5 separate regions of the Mus musculus genome follow, and all the other regions are linked to region 3. A link is a contact called in public Micro-C, capture Hi-C and promoter capture Hi-C data. All regions are on one chromosome and are shown on one strand. The core of a region is the stretch at or near the end of the contact, and the rest is flanking DNA. Distances in the headings are between cores, read along the strand shown.

Region 1 (3,260 bases), core at 105-2,604, 590 kb before region 3:
TTAACCACTGAGCCACTTCTCCAGCTGGGGAGAAATTAGTCTTAAAGCGTTTTGCCCAACATAAGAGTTGCTAGAGCCACAAAGAAGACATTCCATGTTTGGATTTCATTCCTATGTCTAGTAACAGATTTTGAGGAAGCTGATCCAGATTTGTGGGGGTTTTATTGTTCATTTGTTTTTTGAGGCAGGCTGGTTTTGAGATAGCCCCGGATAGCCTGGAACTCACTTTGTAGACCAGGATGTCCTCAAACTCAAGAGATCTACCTGCCTTTTCCTCCCAAGTGCTGGGAATTAATGGTGCGTGCCACTGCACCCGGCTGTCTTATGATTTTTGTTGTAGTTCTCTATGGAGGGGGGAGTCCAGGACTCTAGACATAAAGTTTCAGACACCATCTACTCGAATAGTCCAGGTGCTTGGCTGGCTCTCAGCAGCGAAGGCACAGCCTCTCTGTGTGGCCTCTAGATGTGCGAATCCTATTTACCCTCTGTGCAGTCTTCCTTACCTGATAATTATTCAGAAAGGAGCAATAGGTTCGGCTTCATACCCAGTCCTGGGTATCTATTTTAAAAATACTTTTATAGAACTTTGGGCCCCATGCATGCTAGGCAAATGCCTGCCACTGGGCTATACACTCTTCATTTAAAAACAGGGTCTATGTTGCCCATGCACTCCTGACACACGTTGACACAGCTGCACTATTTCGGAAAGCAACGGTACAGGGGTGATTTCCCTGCTTCATTATAAATGAAAGGATCAACTAGCCATCTGTCTTTTGTTCCCCCTGGTAGCCTAAATGTGCATTCCACTGTACAAAGAAAGGGTAAGCCCAAAGCTATTGGTCTCACCTCTAAACAAGCGAACTTCCTTGGTACTCAGGTAGGCCATTCACTTCTATAGACTACTTAGGAGCTGCCCAAGGTACAAGACCAGTCAACTTACCATTCTAGTCATTCAATTTTACCAGACGCGCCTTTTGTGCACCAGATCCTTACCACCGCTCCCTTCTCATCTAGTACTTTTCAGAATTCCTGGCTGTGACACCTTTATGATCGTAGGATGTAGCTGTTCAAAAATCCATGTTGTCACTGTGTGACTTTCCCTTTGGAAGACCTGTAGAAACGTCTTCTCCAAGTAGGGCAAACAAGCGTTGGAGAACACAAGAAAAGCCTCCCATTCATAAGACTTCTCACAACCGGCTTAGAGACACAGGATCCACCTTCTTGCCCTTAAGAATCCGTTGGCTTCATTCAAATGGGCCGCCTTCATTGATGACCAATCAGAACGCCCGATCTTCAGCTACCAACCAATAAACGAATGCAATAGATAGGAGGAAAGTAGGCAAGAAGCCATCTCGCAGCGCCATTACACTTTAGGGCAAGGAGGTTAAGAAGTCGGCATGGCGTTCGGGTCAATAAAATCGATAGCTGGAACCTGCCTGTGTTCTAGGCAGCGGTGGTGCAGGAGCAGCGCCGCCATCTTCCCCGAAGGCATCTTCCGGTGCCTCTCACCCAAGTTCCAGCGGGAGTTCCCTGAATAACGGTCTGTGTCGGGCCGCCCGGCCCCTCAGGCAGCCGATTCAGATTTCCTCCGGGCCTTCCCGACGGAGCTTCTAGGTCTCCGGGTCCCCGTGGCAAGGCCGGGGAGCAGGTCCGATGGCGCCACCTTCGGCTCCGCTTCTCCTGCGGGCAGTCGGAGAGGCTGGACCTACTCGGAAAAGGGGCAGGAGGCCAAGGGCCTTGAAGTTCGTGGACGTGGCCGTGTACTTCTCCTCGGAGGAGTGGGGGTGTCTGCAGCCCGCTCAGAGGACTCTGTACCGGGATGTGATGCGCGAGACCTACGGCCTCCTGGGCGCGCTCGGTGAGGCCCGGCCCAATCTGCTTACGCGGGGCCTAAGGGATGATGGAGCTTGAGGGCGGGGTAGAGTGGGGGCAGGGAGCCTAGGGTCCTGACCTGCGATCGGCTTGTTAGGGGTTGGCGTTTATTTTTTAGCATCCTTTCTTCGGGCCAGCTCTCTGACTGGTTCTCCTTCCCCAGGATGCGCAGGTCCCAAACCAGCTCTCATCTCCTGGTTGGAACGAAATACCGATGACTGGGAACCAGCAGCCCTAGATCCGCAGGAGTACCGGAGATGGGTAACATTCCAGAGAAGTGAGTGAAAAATACCCACGAAAACCATACTGCCTTCCTGAGTAATGCCCTAAACTGTCGACCCAATCTAAATTTGTCGTCTGATGAGAGTTAACCAGGTTGCTTGTACTGTGGGCATACGAACTACAAACGGTACTTCATTGACATAAGTGAATTACTGAGCTTTGAAAAAGATAACTACTGCTTTCCAGGATCCGGGACTTAGCTTCCATTGAACTTCTCCAATTCCCATCGGTCCTGGGAAGACTAGAAAGAGTCCTTAACCACTGAGACATCTCTCTCTAGCCCCTGGTTCACTCTTGACTTTAAAAAAGAAAAAGCCCCATTGATTGGAATGTTCATCTAGGCTTGTGAACTACTGGATGAAATACAGTCCAAGGTTTTTTTGTTTTTTTTTTTTACAACTCTCTCAAAGTGCTCCTAGACCAACAGCTGCATATTTGGGAGTTGTCTTGGTCAGAGGTTTCTATGCTGTGATAAACACCATGAACAAAAGTGGCTTGGGGAGAAGAGGGTTTATTTCATTGATATTTTCATGTAAACATCCATCATCAAAGCAGGGCAGGGCAGGAACATCAAGGCAGGAACTGAAGCAGAAAGCCACAAGGAAGGCTGCCTCCTGCTTGCTCTCCTACTTTCTTACACACTCAGGAACATCTGCCTAGGGATAGCACCACCCACAGTGGGCTGGGCCCTCCCATGTCAACCTTAATCAATCACTAATTAAGAAAATGTACCACGCTGGGCATGGTGGCACACACCTTTAATCCCAGCACTCAGGAGGCAGAGGCAGGTGGATTTCTGAGTTCAAGGCCAGCCTGGTCTACAAAGTGAGTTCCAGGACAGCCAGGGCTATACAGAGAAACCCTGTCTCGAAAAACCAAAAAAAAAAAGAAAAGGATGTACCACAGGCCAATCTGGTGAGGACATTTTTCTCCGTTGAGGTTCCCTCTTCCCAAATCACTCTAGCTTGGATCAGGTTGGCATAAAACAAGTCAGCACAATTGACCCCTTGTTAGCATGACACACAAACCCATCCCTTTTAACCATAACCTTTGTTTTTTGTTCATTCCAAGATCTCAATTCAAACACTCAATTCAGACTCTCCTTA
Region 2 (3,224 bases), core at 523-3,022, 560 kb before region 3:
CAATTTATTTATTTTTTTCTAAAAAATGGGGTTAAATTAATATATTTTCTTTCTGACCCAGCCTCATTCTGTAACCCAGACTGGCCTACAACTCTTCCCACCTGGGTCTTCTGAGTGCTGGGCTTACACAAGCCCTCCACTGCTGGCTCCACCTACATATTAATAAACTTGGCAAAAAATTACAATGCAATTTAAAACTTTCTCTCATTCCAGTTCCAACCTCAAAATCCGTCAAAGCTGTGGCTGACCCCTCCTTCTCCCTCCACCCTACGGCTGCTGTAAAATGATCCGACAGGAGCTGTCAAAATGGTGGCTCATGTCAGAAAGGCCACACCTCTCTACCTTCTCAGCCTGCAGCCTTCATGGAAGCTGTCCACGGTGGCACATCTCTTTTCCCATCTCAGCAGGAGTTGTCCCACAGGAGCGGTGGGTGACACCTTTCCTGCCTCAGCCTACAGCCTTGGTGAATTGAACACCACTGCAGGAGCTGTCCACCCCCTCTCTAGCCTCCCCACACAGCTCCACAGAGATGCTACCTCAATCAAAGCCATCTGTAGCCATGGGCCCAATGCAGGAAAAGGGGGTGGTGGAAAAAAGCCACCAATCCCTGAGTAGGAAAAACAACAACAACAACAACAACAACAAAACCCCACTTCTCTCTGAGCATGAAAACCCACCAACACTTGAACAGGGAAAAACAAAACAAAACAAAACAAAACAAAAAAAAACACCAAGCCCTGAGCTCCCCAAGATCAGGATTTGAAATCCCACCAATCTTTACTCTCTGCCCTGAAAAGCTCTACCCCCTAAGAAGTCCTATATAAGGTCTGCCCTCTGTTCACTTCCCTATTGTCTGCTCCAAGGAGCAGAGGGCAGCTTTCTCTGGATTCATCCCTCCACACATTGGACCCTCCAGCTTGTGGTTCCTGAGCCCCCATGTCTCAGAATACCCTTCCCTTAGGAGACTGTCCCACCTCTGGGCTGTGTGGTTCCTGGGCTTCCACGTCCCAGAATATGCTTTCATCCGAGCAGAAACACACTAAGCACACCCCTTAGCCTGTAACTTAAATATACAGACTAAGCGAGCAGAACCACCGGTTCAAGTATTCTGTCAACTTCTCTGAAGACACGAACTGAGTTTCTGAAATGCAATACTCAGGCTTTGCCAGGTTCTAGAGGCTAACCATCAGATTCCAGTTACATCAGCAGGACGCACACTGGGAGACTGGGGAGACACTATCTCAGGCACCAGGGATGCCCAGGTCCTCAGAACAGTTTCAGATGTCCCGCCATTCCGAAGCCAATTGCAACACTGCTGCTCCTTGCCGTTACAGCCAATCATCAGCCGTTGTAATTGCGCACAGAGGTCCATGAGGCAGCAGGTAGCGGGTATTTTTTGAAGGTCTCTCTTTCCTACACATAGAAACGAACACCAACATTCCTGAAGCGGTCATTGTATTTAAGGGCAAATGGGGCGCCGCGGGCAGTGGAAGTCCGAAGTTTGTTAAGCTGCAGAAAGGGCACCTCAGTGCCGTCAATGACAACTGAAGCTAGGCGGTCTCCATGTTTTCTGAAGACATCTTTCGGTTCCCTTCACACCTTCGTGTCTTTGTGTGAGCAGCTGTGGAGTAAACACTATTGCTCTGCATTCCCTTGCGGCCAGTAAGGCTGCCGCGTTCGTTCCGCACGCGTTGCTAGCAACTGTGACCAAGGGGCGTGCCAAGGGCGTGGTTTCCCGCGGTTGCGGAGGCCGGAAGCGGAAGGCTAGGGCAGCCAAGCCGCTGCCTGGGCAGGATCCCCGATGGCGCCACCCCCGGCCTCACTGCTGGTTCCGATGCCTGGGGAGATCTGGCCCGGTTTCAGGAAGCCTGAGCTTGTGAGCTTCGCGGACGTGGCCGTGTACTTCTCCCCGCAGGAGTGGGGGTGTCTGCGGCCCGCGCAGAGAACCCTGTATCGGGAGGTGATGCGCGAGACCTACGGCCTCCTGGGCGCGCTCGGTGAGGCCCCGAGTCAGAGCCCCGCCCCCATCCTCCTGGGGGTTCACCGGGGAGTTGCAGTAGACCGATCAAGTGGATTATGAGCCCTCATCCCGCACTTTTCCACCAGCAGCATCAGTCACCTTCCATTCTCAGGGCTTCCTCGGGAGTCTCCATTCAGGCAAGAGCATCGCAAACCCTGTCCAGGTTAATGTGTGCATAAGTTCCGAGGAGGTGCCCTCACCCTAGTGGGATGCTATCTGCCCCGGCCAGCCTCTCAGGCCAGCACTGTGACCCCTGTTCTCTCTCAGGGTTCCCGGGCCCCAAACCAGCCCTCATCTCTTGGATGGAACAGGGGAGTGAGGCTTGGAGCCCCGCCGCCCAGGATCCTGAGGAGGGGGAAAGCCTGGGAGGAGCTCCGAGAGGTGAGGGATTGTCCCAAGTCCTCCTGAAACCTTGTTTGTCCGGGGGTTTCTTCTCTAGTAAACCTTTCTTTCAGATTCCCCATTCCAGCATCCCTACAGATTAGAGCCTACATGTTCAGATACTAAAGAAAAGAAAGCCTATCTACTCCAGAGTTTTGGAAATTCAGGAGAGCTGTCCTATTAAAAACAGTAGGGGGGCTGGAGAGATGGCCCATGAGTCAAGAGCACCTACTGTTCTTCCTAAGTACCAGCGTTCAATTCCCAGCACCCACACGGCAGCTTACAGCTGTCTGTAACTCCAGTTCCAGGGGACCTGACACCCTCACACAGAACCAAATGTAGGCAAAACACCAATGTATATAAAAACAAATAAATACATCTTAAAAAAAAAAACAGAGTAGGAGAATCTAGAACTCAAAGAATGTTTATGTTTCCAGATGTTTGTTAAAATAACACTCATTTCCCCTTTTTAAAACTAACTAAGGCTGGTCATTGTGGCACACACCTTTAATCTCAGTACCCCGGGGGGACAGAGGCAGGGGGATTTGAGGCCAATTGAGACAACATACTGTGAGACCTTGTCTCAGCTCACCACCCCTACCCTCCAAAAATCCCTAAAATGCCCCTAAAAATAGAACTTGTCTGCCTATCATAGTTCTTGAACAAGGCAAAGTGGTACACAAGAAAAGTGTCTGCCTGGATAATGACAGCTTGGCTCGTCTCCCATCTCTACCCTGAGTGGAAGAACCCTGAAGCAAATATGGTGCCTCATCTATCAAAGAACCGCTGCACCAAAACCAACTACAAAATACACCAGTAAATA
Region 3 (3,575 bases), core at 38-2,537:
CTCTCCCTGGCTGTTCTCTCTGCTCTGTTACTTCTGGATCTGGGCTCACTAAGCTCTTTCTTCTTAGCTGGGCTCTCCTCTCCGCTCTCTTCACTCTCCTCCTGGCAGTTAGCACCTGTGCTTCCCTCCACCTTTGCTCTCTGCAGCACAGCCTCCTCCTCACTGCTCCCACTCTCTTCCCTAACCTGCTTCCTGTCTGCCTTGAGTGGTACTTGCTTGTCTTTGGCCCCAGCTTGCTTTCTAACCTGGCCCTTCTGTTCTTGTTTCATGTCCTCCTCTTCCTCGGTGACCTTACCTGATCTAACAGAGCCCTCTGCTTCCCCCTCACTGCTCTCCTCCAATCCCATCTTTGCATCCAGGTCTGTTTGGTGGTCTTCATCTGTGCTCTCAACTGCTTTCTTTAAGGCTCTTCTTAGACATGTCTTCTTGGTTGTCCTGTTCTTTGTTGAGGGTCCTGAGCCATCTGGACTGGATGGTGAAGAGCTGGATTCTGAAACATGGGGATGGGACTGGATGGATTCCTCCCTCTCCTTCCATCTAGAATAGGATGCTTCTAGATCTACTCTGGTTAAGAGTGAAGGGCAGCAAGAAGCACCACAGCTGTGGCCCCAGCTGGTTCCTGACTCACTGTCCCCCAAGCCCCAGCCTTGCAATTAATACATGCGCCTCGCCTTTTGAAGAAACCAATGATGCTGGAGTCACAGACAGATAAACAGGGAAGAAGGCACTAACCTGACTCTGAATTAAAGCGGAACCTTTTCTTCTTTGGGTCACTGCAGGGAGCAGGAGACCTCTTCACTTTGATAAAGTCTGGCTTTCCTTCCCTGGTACCAGCATCCGCCTGTGGGTGCAGCATGAGGGCAAACCGAACCAAGATGCCCTGCCCCAACCCCTCAGCAACAAACCCTGTCTCTGCTGGCCCAGGGTTAGACCCACACCTGCATTTTCGGCAGCTCCTCCTCCACCAGCCGCTTCAACGCCTGCTTCTCTTCAGGTTCAAGATGATCCCGACCCACGTGAATCAAAAATTTCTGTCGCACGATGGCGTGCGTAACCGAGCTACAGAGACACGTGTCATGACAGAGTTCCAGCCTAACCCCTCCCCTTCACAACCCAGACTCTAATACCCAGACTCTATGCACCTGAGGTCCGGGCAAGCTCGAAAGAAGCTGCGAGTGAATTTTCGCATCTCATCTCCCGGCGCCATTTTGCGTCACCAGGGATTGGTTGCTCCCGCCTTTTTTTCTTCAAGGCTGGTTTCCCGAGCGACAGTAGTTTGCGCACGCGCAGTGCGGCGGCTTCGTGAGGAATGGGACCGTTGAGCCTCCGATGTGGAGCACTGAGACGGAAAACTTTGGCCGACCTTGCTTTTTCCTGAGCAGCTGGTGGGTCTTGAGCGAGGTTTCGACTCTTTGCTAAAACTACGTGTTAAAATTTTCGCTAGAAGCCGGTTCGGCGCCGGCAGTCTTTATAACGTAATCAGTTCAATCAATCCCTGTGGTCGGGATTAACAAATTAGGTCGCTTGTTTCGAAAGGCAGAAGGGAGACGGTATTCTCGCTAACATACTGAATTTCTGGTTATATTCTTTTGGTTCCAAATCTTTATAAACAGTTTACAATCAATAATTGTGCCCCCCCAGTGTCCAGCTCCTCTGTGACCTCAGCTCACCGCGAAGCCACTGGAAGCAGCGTTCCTTTCGGGTCTTCCCCCAGGAGGGCGGGCGGTGTGATTACGCTCCCCGCGCGCGGAGGACGCTGGGAGTTGTAGTCCGTTTCATACGGCGTTGCAAAGTCTCCGGAAGTGGAGGTGTGAGAGGCCGGGCGGACTTGGGTAGCGGGACTCTACTCCGGGGCGTTTCTCCCTGGCGGGTCATGAACGGACCAGCGGACGGCGAAGTGGACTACAAAAAGAAATACAGGAATCTGAAGCGGAAGCTCAAGTTCCTCATTTACGTGAGTGCCAGCGTGGGGCGGTTGTGGAGTGTGAGGCCTAACTCGGAGAGGACCTCAGTTTACCCATGTGGTAAAGGGGGTGAGTAGGGAGAGATGTCTCCGGGTTCTGGGTCTTTTATGGATTGCTCTTGGCTCAGCACCCGCCCTGTCCGCCGCAGGAGCACGAGTGCTTCCAGGAGGAGCTCAGAAAGGCGCAAAGGAAATTGCTGAAGGTTTCCCGAGACAAGAGGTAAGGCATCTTGTGGGCACGAGGGCACTGTTAACTCCCAGGGAATCCGTTCTTACGCCGTCCCGGAACAGGATCCCAAATGCATGCAGTCTTAGGAGGATCCAGTGGGTCTCCTAGGAGGGACTAGGTAGGGCTCAAGACCACCAAAATGGGGATACCCACCCTCCTTCCCACTTGTCTCAGTTTCCTTCTAGATCGACTTCTGCAGTATGAGAACGTGGATGAAGACTCCTCTGGTGAGCAAAGTCATGACCACTTTTAGGAAGATATGAGATACTGGCCCTTGAAACACGTGTTCCTAGGTCCACCCTCCTAGGGTCCGGAAGCTGATGCAGGCCCCTCCAATGGTTCTTAAGCCTAGTTGCTGCCTTCTGTCACCTTCTTCCTGTTTTGTCTTTTTTCACCCCATTGGACAAGGTTTCTCTGTGTAGTCCTTTTGTAGACCAGGCTAGCCTGAGGCTAGCCTCAGAAATCCGCCTGCCTCTGCCTCCAAAGAACACACCACGCCTCTGGATTTTCAAGTATTTCCTTATCCACTGTGTTCTAGGTACTGTGCTTGACACAGGCTGGCAAAATGAAGGAAGCCTCTGGCTGCTTGTCATTTCTATCAGTTGTCTATAATAAGTGAAAAAGTAAACTAGAAAGATAAAAGTAGTAGCCATTCCTGTAGTGCATGCCAGAGGCAGAGGCATAGAGTTTGTTACTGAGGCCCAATCTTTAAGAACAAAGGAGACTAACAACTCCTGAAAGCTGTCCACTAATCTCAAAACACTCGCTATAGCATGTAGGTATCTGCACAAACACACTAATGGTATTGAGAAGAAAAGTGGTTTTCTAGGATTTTTTAGAATTATTTATGTTATGTATATGAGTACACTGTAGCTGTCTTCAGACACACCAGAAGAGGGCATCCAGTCCCATTACAGATGGCCTTGAGCCACCACGTGGTTGCTGGGAATTGAACTCAGGACCTCTGGAAGAGCAAGCAGTCGGGCTCTTAACCACTGTACCATCTCTCCAAACCACAAACTAGAATTTTAAGTGATTGGCTAGAGCTTGACGAGGATTAAAGACGGCAGTAACTGCAGAATAACAGGCTGGGTTTCCTTTGCAAAGAGTCAGGAAAATATTTTACTTTATAAAATACTGTCATTGAAGCAAAAACTGCATGGCTCATGTGAAAGCAGCCACAGCCAGCATATTAGGAAACAAAACAACTCGTGTTTTATTAGAATTTTTATTTGTGAGCATGACATTTTGTATTTTATGTAGTTTCATAATCTTTATAGCGTTTTGCTGTTGTTGTTTGAGGTGTAGTCTTCATTTGTAGCTCTAGTTGGTCTTGAACTCATAGTCTCCTAACCAGGCCTCCCCGGTGCTAGAGTTTCATGC
Region 4 (3,398 bases), core at 569-3,068, 620 kb before region 3:
TAAAAGCTACTCTCCATCATGCTCTTGTTTCTCTGTTTACTTCCACCTCCGCTACCAACCAGCTTACTATTTTCCTAATACTCTAGGTTCTCAAATCTTAAAACTGTATTCAAAACAACTTTTCCTCACTTCTTTCCTCAGCAAACTTCTGACTACACTGGGGCCCAAGACGTTCTAGGGGGCTTTCCCTAACCGCAACCCTCTGCCCATCCCCCAGACAGAATGAGTGGCTTCCTCATGTGGGTTTCTGTAGCACTTTGCCTAGATCTCTCCCAGATCACTGCCTTACACAGCTGCTCAAGCTAGTCTAGGTGCTTGCTTTTTGGCTGTTTCTTTCCCCTTAGGCTGCCACCAGCTAGAGGAAAGGACAGGACATCTCTTATTTATAATTCAGCTGTCTTTGATGTATCTCTTGAATTATCAGCTTGTTAGTAGTATACATAGCACAAGCAAAAGCAAGTGAGTTTGACTCTAGTTAGGTCCTTCAGACCTGGATTGGAGATGGGGCTGCTGTCCAATTTGTTCTGCCTTCCCCTGTGCTCCTAGACACTAGGATTACTGCTGGGATCGGCAGTTGTGATGCTCGTGGGAAGTCAGTCTACAGGAATGATATATTCCGACTGAACAAATTGGAAGGACTGGAATCTGGGACATGCTCACCTCTTTCCTTCTTCGCTTATTGGGCCATTTACGGGGCCTATCCCCAGAGGGTCGGCCAGGCTCACGGTCTGAGCTGTCCCCTGGTTCCCCAGTGGCCCCACTGGAGCCCCCCCTCTTCCGTTTCCCAGAATGCTTCAGCCGATGTTCCAGTCGTTCTGGGGGCTGAAGAGATGCATCCTTCTGTAGAAGAGGTGGTGGAAATGTGGTTGGAGAAAGAAAAGCTCCTTAACTCTCTAAGGGTGACCAAGTTACTCAAGTGCCTCTCAAGCAGGGGAACCTAGGTAGTCCCCAGACACTAGCTCTACCTCCTCCCACCCCAGGGTGGGGCAGAAACCCGGCAAGAGGAGCCGGTTGCTCTGGTTTGGGGTGTCACCACTGCCCCCTCAACCCCATCCTCTGTAAGGGCTATACCCTTCTCTCTGCCCTTCTGACCCACCTCCCAAAGACCCCCAAATCCCATTAGGGCACACCTGCAAGGCCTCAAGGCTGGCAAAGCTAGCGATGGCAAAACCATCGATCAGGTCTTCCTCCTCTTCCTCCTCCTCAGGCTCCTCCTCGGCTTCTCCGTCGTCTGCGCCCCCCTCTTCCTCCTCGTCCTCTTCCTCTCCGCGGCTGCCCGAACCGGCAGGCCGCTTCCGAGCTCGCGGTCTCGGGGGTCGAGGCCTGGGTCGGGGCCGCCGCCGTCGTAGGCCCCCAGGCCGCTCTCCAGATGAAGCTGACGACCAGGGACGGGCGGGCGGCGGCGGTGACGAGGAGGATGAAGAGCCTCGCGGGGCGGCCAACAAGGCCCGGGGCGCGTCACCGCCTGGACCTCGGCGGCGCCGCTGCTCCCGATCACGGTCTCGCCGCGAGCAGCGTCTCCGTCGCCGCTCCCCTTCAGCTGCCCAGCCCGGGCCTGGGGCCGCGGCCGTCTCCATGGTGACGGCCCTCAGCGCCGCATCCGGAGGCGGCGGGGCCCGAAGCGGCCTGTCCACAGGCCCCGGGTCGCGAGCGCGGCGCTGGCGCTTGCACAGGGACGGGAGAGCTCCGGCTTCCTCTTTAAAACAGGATCCGCTGGCCTCTGGCTTGCCCCAAGGCCAAGGCCCAGAGAGCCGGCGCCGCCCCCGGGGCGACAAGCCTGAAGGCCCCCCCTGTAGGGCTGGCGGGGCCGCGACGACTAAAACTGGGCGGCCGTCCCTTTAAGGCGAGGCCTCAAATTGTCCAGCCCCCGGCCCCTTTAAGACGACTCCACCGTGTCCGGCTGGTCTAGTGCGGTGGCGGCCCCGTGCCAGGGGTCGAGGCAAGTCTCCCAGAGGAAGAGGAAGGACCACCCCTTTAAAAGGGGCGGAAAGCACGACTTCCCCTTTAAAAGTGTCTCAAGTCCTCCGGCTGAAAGAGGCCACCCCTTTAAAGAGTCCAGAGGCCTTCAAACAGCGAGTCGTCCCTTTTTAGAGAGCGTAGCTAAGTTTCTAGCCCTTCACAGGCTGTCACTTCCCCTTTAAGATGAATTTAATGAACTTCTTGCGTGGGGCAGGAGGTAGGAAAACTCCACTTGCCCCAATTCTTCCAGCAGGAGTTGTTTGTCAGCTTCTGCTGTCCCCTTTAAGACTGGCGTTGGAGTCGGCCGAGTTCGGTACCCACCCCTTTAAGGAGATTTAACGAGGTCTCCGCCTCCCGTAGCCTTGAAAGGTGCAAGGGGGCGGAGCCTGCCGTCCAAAGTCCCGGATGTGAGGCAACGGTGACGGATAGAGCTTCTCTCTCTGTCCTCCGACATAAAAGACTCTTCCTCCTTTCCTCCGTTCCTAACCGGCTTGTAGCTAGAAGGATCCGGAAAGGCCACTGGACAGTGAGGAACTCCGCCGTATCCTCCTGTTGTCTTCTTCGGCGTCTACGGCTCTTCTCCACCAGAACTTCCCTGCCCCTCCTCCCTCTTCCTCCTCAGCCAACGCCTCCTTCCTCTCTCCGCCTCCTTCCCCCTCCCTCCGAGGCTCAGTCGTTTATAGGTTGGCAAGTAAACGTCAATGCAAAGGGCGGAGTCAAAGTCGCCGGAGTGCCGGACGTAACAGCCTTCAAATGTGGGATTGGGTTGTCAGGTTAGCCCCGCCCTCCCCAGGTCTTGTGACTGGACTGGTCCGAAGTAGGTGTTTGGAGCAGTTCCTTAGGCCACCCGCCTCTTCCTGCTCTCTGTTTATTGGCCATCTACTGAGAGACAGTGCGAGGCACTGGGAGGTGGTGCCTGGAGTGGTAGGCAGCAGGCCACTGGTAGGCGTTAGGCTGTCCTAGGTGCGCTTTTCTGGTGTGTAGTGGCTGCCTTTTTGCCTGTTGGTATTTCGCGCAAGCGCATGGCGCTAATGCCTTCTGCCCGTCTTTGGGCGGATCTGTCTACCGTGGCGTCTCAGAAAACCCAAGCACGATCCGCGAGAGTCAGAGGTGGGGCGGAGACCAAGCTCCCAGTGGCCGTCCCTTCCTGTGCTCAACAATAATAAACACTTTGCACTCCAGTGCGAAGTACTCTCTCACATTAATTCACTTGGTAATGAGTTCCGAGGTAAATATTTGCTCTCCGATCCATTTTACCAAAGGTATCTGTATACAAACTGCCAGGATTCTAGCTCCAGAGTGAAGGTCCTGGCCACTGTGCCACCAACTGCAGCACTTAGGTTGTACCACTCTGATCTGATTGTTTAATGTATCATTAGTGTGTGGGCATGATGTATGTGAGGGTGCGAGTGCCATTAGATGTATGTTGAGACGAGAGG
Region 5 (3,281 bases), core at 630-3,129, 730 kb before region 3:
AGGCCACAGCAGGGACCATCAACCTCTACCAAGTCCCAGAATAAGCTGCTTGGTATTCCATGGCTGCCGGGTGGTGGTGGCGCACACCTTTAATCCCAGCACACTCTGAGTTTGAGGCCAGCCTAGTCTACAGAGTGAGTTCCAAGTCAGCCAACATTACACAGAGAAACCCTGTCTTGAAAAACCAAAATAAATGAATTAATTGATAAACAGAAAGACTTCTGCTTCTACTTTTCAGAAGGCTGGGATTATGAAAATCCAATTAGATTCTAAAACTTTGTTCATTCCATTAAAAAAGAATATTAAAAAAACCAAAAAAAAAAAAAAAAACAAAAAACCCATGTTTTTAAGACAGAGTCTCACGATGGGCGTGGTGGCACACGCCTTTAATCCCAGCACTCGGGAGGCAGAGGCAGGCAAATTTCTGAGTTTGAAGCCAGCCTGGTCTACAAAGTGAGTTCCAGGACAGCAACTTCTGCTTCCCAAGTGCCGGGCATTTCGGTAGCCCCACATCAAAGTCACCTCCTCCTCAAAACCTTTCTGAGAACATAAGCTCCCCAGGGCCCTGGTCCTACCCCTCAGATCTGATGTCCCTGGGTCTGGTCGAGGGATCACATCACGGGTCAGGCCCTCTTGGCACCCAGGCACCTCTGTCCCTGAAGACAGTTCCCTCTGGTTCTCGTAGCACTGGAGGAGGGCTTCTACAGTTTCATCCAGCTGAAAGAAGAAAGAACAAGAGGTTAGGAATGCCTCAGGGCTTCTCCCAGTAGGACGCTCGCTCTTCAGGCATCCACCTGGGCCCAGTAGCGGTTGACGATGAGGAGTGTGGCATCATCAGTGGCCTGCCTCTTCTCCAATTTCTCAATTCTCTCCCGGAGCTCATCCTCGCAGGCTTGCCGCTGCTCCAACCGCTCCGCCAGCTTCTTGTTCTTGAACTGCAGTACCTTGGAATCCATCTCCTCCTACCAGAAGGGAAGAGGCAGAGTGTCGGGCAGGACCCTGAACCATCACTGACACACAATAGGACAAGGATTAGACTGAAAGGGGAGAGGTATATAGCAAGGCTCAGACACTTGCAAAGAGAATATGCTAGTCATGAGAGCTTCACATTCCGTTCCTGCCCCTACCTGTTTCCAACTCAGACACATCACACAGGACTTACGGGAACATATGTGCGCATAAGTAAAAGGCCAGAAGGGACTCCGTAAAGTTGTTCTCTGATCACATTCACGCCGTTGGCACACCCACCCTCACCACCCGGTTTGTGTATATACACACGAGCACACACAAGATTCCAAACACTTTGGGCGCAGGCCAAATGTGACTTTCGCAAAAGCCCACCAACCGTGGAAGAAATGCCGCCGAGACGAATGGGTTCGATTAGAGTGGTCGTGGTCTTCTCCTCGCGGTTCATCTTCTTCTCTGGGGGTCCTGAGCCCCCGTCGCCGGCGGCGCGCTTGTTGCTGAGGCCAGACATAGCGGCGGTGGCGGAGGGGCAACTCAGGGCTCTCCGGGGCTGGCAGGCGGGTGGAGGCGGCACTTCCGTCACCTGCAGAAAACAGAGAGCTGAGCTGTGGATGCGTCTGGAGCTCCGCAGTCCTGAGCGTCCCCCTGGACATATCTCCCGGACCCCGCCCCCGCCGGACGGGGGTCCGCACTTACCGTAGGGTCAGCCAAGCGCCACCATCTTGGATTTCACCGGACGTCACCGGCCGCCAGACGCACAGCGCAGGCGTCAGAGCCGCTCCGGATGTGGCGAAACTTATTTCCTGTTTCTATTGGTAGCTCTTGGTTCCTCCTCTCGAGTCTTTTAGTCCCACCCCTCCAACCCCGCGACGGACTGTATTTCTCTTAATGATTGGCCAGCAGGCGGTTCCCATAGTTACTGACCCCGCAGTTGCACTAGGAGATGGAGGGGTGGAGCCTTTGCTGCTGTTCGGGGTACTCGGTACACGACCCCTTGTAACTCCAGATCCAGAGGATCCGTCATCCTCTCCTGGCCTCCGCGGAGCCCTCCCGAACATCCTGTACATATGTGCGCACACGCACGCACAAACACAATCTTTTAAAGATTTAAATTAAATCTTTAAAAAGACCGACCCTCAAAAGCACCCTTACAAGCAACTTCTAAGAGGCACGTGCAACTCGTTACGCATGCGCTCTATCTTTTCAATGATTGGCGTGGGCTTGTACTTTCTACTTTCCTTAACAACGGTCACCGGGGAGACAAGTTGGGAAGACGCCCTCTGCGGATTGGCTGCCTCTCGCTTCACCGCCTCTGAAGAAACACTAGAAGGGGCAGGACCGGGCTTTGCAGTGGGAGAGCTGGCTGTCCCAGAGCCCAGGCTGGAGAGCCCTTGACTGAGGCTAAGAAGGACGAAGAGATGATTACCCCCAGTTCCAGCCAGAGCCTGGGAATGAAGGTGCAGATGGAGTCGGAACAATCTCCCAAATTGCAGGAGGAACTGGACAGGAGTCCCAGCTCGGTGGACGGCTCGGCCATAAGGAACGGAACAGACATGCAGACCGAGTCGCCCGCAGAAGCCACTAGTAGCCCTGTGGAAGTGGCTGAAGATCCTGGAGCCAACTTGTTCCCGGTGAGGGCGGGACAGAGTTGTCCTCTAGTGAATACTTAGGTTTCCCAAAAAAGGTGCCGCCAGTCATTACGTTTATCAACATTAGGGAATTTCCTGGAGTTGCTTTGATTGTAAATAGGCTGCTAAATAGTATTTCGAGCCCACCGAAGCCCGGTTTTACCTATTTTGCTATAGTTAAAATTATAGCACACTCAGACCTGCTAGAAATTCATGAGGTACTAGGGACTAGGGGATACATACTGTCGTATCTATTTGTCCCATAATCTGTCTTCTCTCCGCAGCCACCACTACCCCAGCCCCGGATCTGTATGTGGTGAGTGTGGAGAGCCCAGGGGAAAAGTTACACTTCTCATTTGTATTACTCCTGTAAGGTGTCCTCAACAGTCCTGTCCAGCCAGGGCTCTCCAGTTTTACAAAGATGAGACTGAGAAGTGCTCAAGGTAACGAGTCACCAGCGTGCCAGGTGCCTCAGTGTAAAGTGGCGGTGTGAGAAGGGAGGCAAAGGCAGGAATGTACACAGCTGCAATGATGGAGCACTGTGCACACCGATGCCAAGGCCCAGGGGACTTCATCAAGGTCACACAGAGCAAGACAAGGACTCAAAGTTGTTTTTTGGGGGGTTTTCAAGACATTGTTTCTCCTTGTAGCTTTGGCTATCCTGAAACTCACTCTGTAGACCAGGCT

What was found. Promoter capture Hi-C pulls out the DNA fragments that hold promoters and counts their contacts. A called contact is a pair of places that touch in the nucleus more often than the background predicts. Capture Hi-C pulls out chosen DNA fragments and counts their contacts.
Region 1: a promoter capture Hi-C map of liver shows a contact between it and region 3, with 2.5 times the contacts expected there. The contact joins the promoter of Zfp689 here to the promoter of Ino80e in region 3. A contact is called at or near these places in 1 of 39 promoter capture datasets (neutrophils), 1 of 484 Hi-C or Micro-C datasets (CD4 T cells), 1 of 115 datasets of contacts at active chromatin or transcription factors (embryonic forebrain) and 2 of 9 other capture datasets (adipose tissue and liver).
Region 2: a promoter capture Hi-C map of erythroid cells shows a contact between it and region 3, with 4 times the contacts expected there. The contact joins the promoter of Zfp688 here to the promoter of Ino80e in region 3. A contact is called at or near these places in 1 of 39 promoter capture datasets (erythroid cells), 1 of 115 datasets of contacts at active chromatin or transcription factors (large pre-B cells) and 1 of 9 other capture datasets (liver).
Region 4: a capture Hi-C map of macrophages shows a contact between it and region 3, with 2.7 times the contacts expected there. The contact joins the promoter of Fbrs here to the promoter of Ino80e in region 3. A contact is called at or near these places in 1 of 484 Hi-C or Micro-C datasets (CD4 T cells), 7 of 115 datasets of contacts at active chromatin or transcription factors (Th17 cells, bone marrow-derived macrophages, cardiomyocytes and 4 more) and 3 of 9 other capture datasets (liver, macrophages and pancreatic islet).
Region 5: a Micro-C map of embryonic stem cells shows a contact between it and region 3, with 5 times the contacts expected there. The contact joins the promoter of Ccdc189 here to the promoter of Ino80e in region 3. A contact is called at or near these places in 3 of 39 promoter capture datasets (embryonic stem cells, liver and pre-B cells), 1 of 484 Hi-C or Micro-C datasets (embryonic stem cells), 5 of 115 datasets of contacts at active chromatin or transcription factors (bone marrow-derived macrophages, double positive thymocytes, pro-B cells and 1 more) and 2 of 9 other capture datasets (adipose tissue and liver).

The regions. Positions count from the first base shown.
Region 1 is chr7:127,447,252-127,450,511 of GRCm38.p6, reverse strand. It overlaps Zfp689 (zinc finger protein 689), which reads left to right and starts at 1,354. Exons shown (of 3, transcript NM_175163.3): 1 at 1,354-1,858; 2 at 2,036-2,149. The coding sequence starts at 1,654. B130055M24Rik (a long non-coding RNA gene) reads right to left here and starts at 2,122. Exons shown (of 2, transcript XR_869949.3): 1 at 941-2,122.
Region 2 is chr7:127,420,582-127,423,805 of GRCm38.p6, reverse strand. Zfp688 (zinc finger protein 688) reads left to right here and starts at 1,772. Exons shown (of 3, transcript NM_026999.4): 1 at 1,772-1,997; 2 at 2,288-2,401. The coding sequence starts at 1,802.
Region 3 is chr7:126,860,084-126,863,658 of GRCm38.p6, reverse strand. It overlaps Ino80e (INO80 complex subunit E), which reads left to right and starts at 1,287. Exons shown (of 8, transcript NM_001370765.1): 1 at 1,287-1,385; 2 at 1,642-1,954; 3 at 2,113-2,183; 4 at 2,367-2,419. The coding sequence starts at 1,330. Hirip3 (HIRA interacting protein 3) reads right to left here and starts at 1,687. Exons shown (of 7, transcript NM_172746.3): 1 at 1,143-1,687; 2 at 939-1,059; 3 at 733-841; 4 at 1-490. The coding sequence starts at 1,207.
Region 4 is chr7:127,477,378-127,480,775 of GRCm38.p6, reverse strand. It overlaps Fbrs (fibrosin), which reads right to left and starts at 1,818. Exons shown (of 18, transcript NM_010183.2): 1 at 1,131-1,818; 2 at 661-840. The coding sequence starts at 1,577.
Region 5 is chr7:127,587,193-127,590,473 of GRCm38.p6, reverse strand. Ccdc189 (coiled-coil domain containing 189) reads left to right here and starts at 1,879. Exons shown (of 9, transcript NM_001033040.3): 1 at 1,879-2,597; 2 at 2,879-2,910. The coding sequence starts at 2,385. It overlaps Rnf40 (ring finger protein 40), which reads right to left and starts at 1,776. Exons shown (of 20, transcript NM_172281.2): 1 at 1,663-1,776; 2 at 1,346-1,549; 3 at 795-962; 4 at 576-717. The coding sequence starts at 1,477.